Linked DNA regions of Mus musculus: region 1 is linked to region 2. A link is a contact called in public Hi-C data. All regions are on one chromosome and are shown on one strand. The core of a region is the stretch at or near the end of the contact, and the rest is flanking DNA. Distances in the headings are between cores, read along the strand shown. Region 1 overlaps Hdac9 (histone deacetylase 9). Region 2 overlaps Hdac9 (histone deacetylase 9).

Region 1 (2,947 bases), core at 267-2,766, 380 kb before region 2:
GAGGGCTTCTGCCTTGTCTTACTGTATCTTGTTTTGTCCTGTCTGGCTGTCATCTCTTAGAGGCTTTCTCTTTTCTGAGGAGGAAACAGAGGGGGAGTGAATCTGGGGAGAGGGGAGATGGTGAGGAGGTTGCAGAAGTGGAGGGAGGGGGAACTTAGGTTGGGATCTTTTATACAAGAGAAGAATCTAGTTTTAATTTTTAAAAGGGATTTTTCCCCCATCATTCCTGATGAAGGTAAATACTAAAATCATGACTCCTTTTAAAGTTTTTGTTGCCTGGCATCTTCTTTTTGTATAAATTACTTTGGTCATGCTCATCCCACACTCTTCTATCCTCCCTCTTACTTTGAAACCCCTTTCCACAACAAGATCCCACCAACACTTCAATTCATTATTTTGGTGTGTGGCTCACTGTGTTTAGTTAGAGTTTCTTACCAAGGGTCGGAGGTTATTTACTGGAGCAAGGGCTGCTTCACCACTGCAGAAAAGAACACCTTCTCCTTGAATAAGGAGATAGCACAGTAGTCTTCTGGGTTCCTACTCCATCAGTGGGTGAAATGTGGGCAAGCCCAGTCTTGTGCATGTCTTCTGCAGATGGCCTGGATTACAGTGAATACATGAATGGCCATATCATGTGCAGGGGATATCCTTTCCTATGGCGTATCTCTCCATCTTTTCACTCTTTTATCCTTTCTATCCCCTTTGGCAATGTTCTCTGTAGTTTGGAGGGGTGGTCTAGAGGTCCAGTTTAGAGCATCTACCATGAATTCTTCCCACTTGTTAACCAGTGAAGCTTTAGTTTGCTGTGGAATGTTGCAGACTTTTCTGAAAGACACTAGCGACAGCTATACCATCAGCCCTGGATCTTCCCAGGGTTAAAATGTGTCAGACCCTAGGAACTGGGTTTGCAAAAACAGCCCCAGAAACTTGGTTCAGTGAGGTAGCTGAATCTCATTTAGTTATATTGATCACTTTGAAAAAGAAAGACACTTTGAAGAAAAACACATCTTCATGGTGATGTTTTGATTTCTTTGTTTCCAAGCTGCTGTATTTAAACATGAAATATAACTCATATCTATAGAGGTACAAAATAGATTTGTGGTTTTCAGAACCTGGGGTTGGAATAGGGATTAGGCAGGAGAGAATTTACTGAAATATTTGAAATGTTTTAAATGTGGATTGTGGTAACAGTTATACAATCTGGTTTAAATATAATATTTAATTAAGTTAACTTAATTAAAACATTTTAACTGGCTAAATTTATAAGCATATATCAATAAACTTTTAAAGTGCACATAAAATAACTAGGAAAGATCTGTAACTCTGTTTCCAGACAGTTATTGCTGGCATCAAGTGCAGAAATCCCTCCTAAAGGTATTTACTTACATTTCAGTATAGCACTAAATGTGTAAGGTAAGTCAAAAAGCATTGAGGACCAGCCTTACCTCGCCTTGCTTCCATTCCCACATTGTGCCATTCTTCCATGGAGCCTCTAGAGAGCAGCATGTCTATTTTACCAGGAAGGAGCATTATTGCATCTGAACCCGATGCCCTAACTTGCAGACATCTGAGCACCCCATTTCCTCATGAGCACCTCCCCCTGTTAATTGAATTTCACCCAGAGGCCCTGTTCTGTTTGGAGAGGAGCTTCACTGAGAGGCACCCAGGGCGTGGTCCTCACCTTCCTCTCCTAGCTGCTCTCATTTGCTCTCATCTTCAAGCTCTGTAAATACTGTTTGGCCTCTCTGCATGCACAAGTGGGAGTATTTTTGCTGGGATATCCACAACTTTATTTTCCTTTTTGGTACTTATGTCAAGACAGTGGCCAGTTAAAGCATTGACTATGTCTGTACATAGGAGAGATGTGAATGTGGAGAAACTGAAATAAGCATCCCTGAAATCATAAAAGTTTATAAAATTACTTTGTGAGGACTATACTTTGCCCAGAACAGGAAAGGGGCCAGAGTTCTTTACAACGTGTGAATCTTCAGACATGAAGGCCTAGAAGAACTGTGAGAATATTCTTTTTCTTTCTTTCTTTCTTTTTTCTTTCTTTCTTTCTTTCTTTCTTTCTTTCTTTCTTTCTTTCTTTCTTTCTTTCTTTCTTTCTTTCTTTCTTTCTTTCTTTCTTTTTTTCTTCCCTTCCCTTCCCTTCCCTTCCCTTCCCTTCCCTTCCCTTCCCTTCCCTTCCCTTCCCTTCCCTTCCCTTCCCTTCCCTTCCCTTCCCTTCCCTTCCCTTCCCTTCCCTTCCCTTCCTTTTTCTTCCATTTTTCTTTCTTCCTTTCTTTCTTTTTCTTTCTTTCTTTTTAATATGAAAACACTTACTTGGCTTACCTTTCAGCCTATAGTCGACCATTAGGAGAATTCCTCATAAGGAACCAATTCTGCTAATACATAATATTGGACTTTAGAGTCACGTTTACTTATGTATGATACATTTTTTAAAAATTAAAAAAATATTTTAACAAATCAGGTTGCCATTACCCTAGAGAAGAGCTGAGTCCAGTTTTTTAAAATGTATAAAACAACACAAATCTTACATGCCTTGTAGTTTCAGTCTTGGGAACTACCAAGACTGAAACACCAGGGCACTAAGTGTCTGGTTTGGGCTTTATGGACCATAAGCTATGCCTCTGCTCTCACAGCTATTAATGGAAGGAGATATCTGCTTCATCAGGCTCTCTGAGAAGGATGCTAATTACACTTGTGAGAGCATTTACAGCCACAGCATCTCTCAAAGTTCACCCTCTCCTAAAGCCATCACTTTGAGGTTAGATCTCAACATATACATTTTTGACTTCTGTACATATATTATTATCCAATTACCAAAAAAGAGAAATCATCAGACAGAGGGGAAAATCACATATTTATCACTATGAAAGATTTGCAACATAAAACGTTTATATAGCAAGCTTTCTTAGTTATGCATCATTTTTCTTTTGGTTTG
Region 2 (2,857 bases), core at 78-2,577:
TGAAGATAGGATGATTACAACAAGTCAACCACACTCCTATGCTTAGGGAATTTATAAAAAGTGTCATAGTATATTACTAATAAGGATGTTACAGGACAAACAGGCATAAAGTATGTGTAAAGTTCACCTTTCTGTTAGTCTAGCTAAAGTTGCCATAACAAAATAATAGAGACTAGTGGCTTAAAAAGAAAGTTATCTGTTCATAGTGTGGGAAATTCAAGATGAGAGTGTTGGCAGGTCTAGTTTTTCCCGAAGGTTCTTGCTTTGTGTTTCAGGTAGCAGTATTCTTGTGCCTTCTTTGCCCATCTGATTGTTCATATGTGTCTGGTCTAGTATCTTTTTTCCTTTAAAAAAAAAGTCAGTCATCTTGCAATACACCCTTATAATGGATCCCACCTTATGGAACTTTTCAAAGACCTTGTCTCCAAATACAGACACATTAGGGAGGTTATTGTCAGAGAGGATGACACTATTCCAACAATATGATGACCAGGTCAGACTTAGGAAATATCACAGGTCTTTTATTAACTGTTTATGTTCAAGTTGCCTAATCTCTTTAAAGCTCAGATCCTTCTCTTGCAACAGCAATTAGTCATGCACCGTGCAGTGTTAAAATGGGTAAAGTGTAGCCCTGAGGAGGCACACCAGCATTACCACTGACTTGTGAGATGCTGCCCAAAGCTATTTATAGGATGACACATTTGACTTTATTATCCTCCACTGGAACTGCCAATAAATTAGATTTTCCTTTCTGTGACCTTTCTACTCCCCCCCCCTTCTGTCTCCATGGCCAGAAACAAAACTATTAGTGTTTCTGAATCTAACCCTAAGAGTGAAGAGTTCAGAATAGAAAAATATTAAGCTTCTCAAATATCCATTAAATGAAACAAAGTAATAATTTTAACTAAAAAGGAAGGAAAAAAAAAGAAAGAATGAATTTGATTTGTAGCTGCCAGTTCACTCAACATATAGAGCTTAAGACAGAATAAGCTATTCAAAAGTTTAAAAAGAGTATTTAAATATTTAATCAAGTAGAATTACTCTAACAACCTAAAAATATAGATTTACTTTCTACGTCACCAAACCAAAATGCTCTGTGCAGATATATTTGACTCACAGTAGATAACTGTTTTAAAAGAGTCACTCTACCTGAGAGAATTCAAAGATTTAAAAGATGCTTAATTTCATTTGCAGCTAGCTGTTCTATAACATGCCTCCCAAGTCTTTTCTGTGATGAAAAACCTCTGCTTCTTTGTTGAGTCTGGTGTCTGTCAGTGGGTTTCAAAGGGCATCTGATCATTATTTAAGCTTAAACTCAATTATTCAGACATGCCCATGGCCCTAGCAGCAAGGCAGAACAGCAAAGCTCTCTGAACTGCTTAGCGCCAGGAGAGGAGTTCCATTACCCGGGTTGCAGGATGAAATGTTCAAGGTGTCGAAGCAGCAATCGTGTACCACATTATTTATGCCCACCTCACAGGAAACCCTTTTTGTTAACGGGCACAGTAGTATTATATTTAACTCCGGAAATATTTCCAAAAGAAATCAACAGGCCACATTTAGATTCTACAAAGGAGACGGTGCCTAAATTCCTTTCCTCTAAGTCATTCCCTCTCCGGTTTAAATACCATCACATCCACTCAGGACAGGTAGCTTAATCTCTATCACGTGCGGCTTTGCAGGCCATTAGCTTTGTTTCCAGGGCCAGTGATGGAGCGCTGTTCAGTGTGCTTGGAAAGCCTGCAGAGGCCCACATTCATTCAGGAAACTCCAGCCGAACTAGATCCATATGTTGCTTAAACATGGAGCTTTCTGATTGGAGGTCGTTTCTGGCTTCCAGCGTCATCGCAGATGACTCTTGTCCTTTGATGTGCTGCTAAGTAGAAAGTAATGTCAGACCCCCAAACCCAAAGCTTTGTGTGTGTGTGTGTGTGTGTGTGTGTGTGTGTGTGTGTGTGTGTGTGTTAGCGTTTACTGAGTACTTAGGGCTCCTGCACTGTATTGCACTTTCTGAACATGCTTCCTGCTCTGATGAATTTAAAGCTAACGACAACATTATGATGGGAGTGGTATCATCTCGGTTTTCCTTGGAGCTTCGACCATTGAGTGAACTTGCCGGATGTTTGAGTGACTTGAGAGTGGGAGGGTTGGTCCCTGAGGTGCATGTCATTTGTGTCAATATAGTCCCTAAGCTCTGCTTACTCTAGGTGAATGATGCTCTTAGGGGTGATAGCACTAGACAGGAATAGGAGGATTCCCTGCAATTATCTCTTTAAAAAGTATATTTGAAGCTGATAATTTCAAGTCCTGGGGGGGGGGTCTGAAAATCTCTAGATACAAATTCATCAAATGCCGTTAGACAGACACAGAGTTAGGAGCCATTCTCACTTACATGCTTTGGTAAAGTAGCCATCTTAGGGCTAACTTAAAATATAAATGCTTCAATTCCACATGCATTGCTTGGTTTTGTGTGTGTTTTCCTAAAATAAGATTCTTTATTAGTTCAGTTTGGAAAGAATGTTCTTTCTCTGTGAAATTCAGGTTTCTCAAGTCATTACATCCTGACAGACATATATGTATTCACGTTGTAGTTCCTGTCTGTTATGCAGCAATAATTTTATAGAAGATAATCCTTTCTAGTCACTAAGGATATGGTAGACAGAATAAGAAAAGAATATAAACCTTAGTTGTTTTTTTCTCCTATTCAACTCTAGTGGCTGCCTGAGGTAGAAGCTGAAATCTTGGGCACACCCCCTTGAACTTGGAGGTCAGATCCCCAAATGCCCTACCCTGGGGAGTCTCCCTGGGTAAGCTTTGATCTTGGCTACACAGGAAACAACCCAGTTAGTTCATCCAA

Evidence for each region. A called contact is a pair of places that touch in the nucleus more often than the background predicts.
Region 1: a contact with region 2 is called in a Hi-C map of the N1E-115 cell line, with 5 times the contacts expected there. The contact joins two enhancer-like sites. A contact is called at or near these places in 3 of 484 Hi-C or Micro-C datasets (the N1E-115 cell line, cranial neural crest and embryonic fibroblasts).

What each region holds. Positions count from the first base shown.
Region 1 is chr12:34,652,395-34,655,341 of GRCm38.p6, reverse strand. The region is part of intron 3 of Hdac9 (histone deacetylase 9); the gene reads left to right. Among named protein-coding and RNA genes, the nearest start is that of Gm46347, 130 kb to the left of the region's middle. Within about 2 kb of position 1,516, at least 6 of the 459 cell types and tissues checked have an H3K27ac peak or open chromatin away from gene starts, as enhancers often do. A contact at or near this core is called in the N1E-115 cell line, where this site is marked.
Region 2 is chr12:34,268,776-34,271,632 of GRCm38.p6, reverse strand. All of the region lies in intron 18 of Hdac9 (histone deacetylase 9), which reads left to right. Among named protein-coding and RNA genes, the nearest start is that of Gm51984, 55 kb to the right of the region's middle. Within about 2 kb of position 1,327, at least 20 of the 459 cell types and tissues checked have an H3K27ac peak or open chromatin away from gene starts, as enhancers often do. A contact at or near this core is called in the N1E-115 cell line, where this site is marked.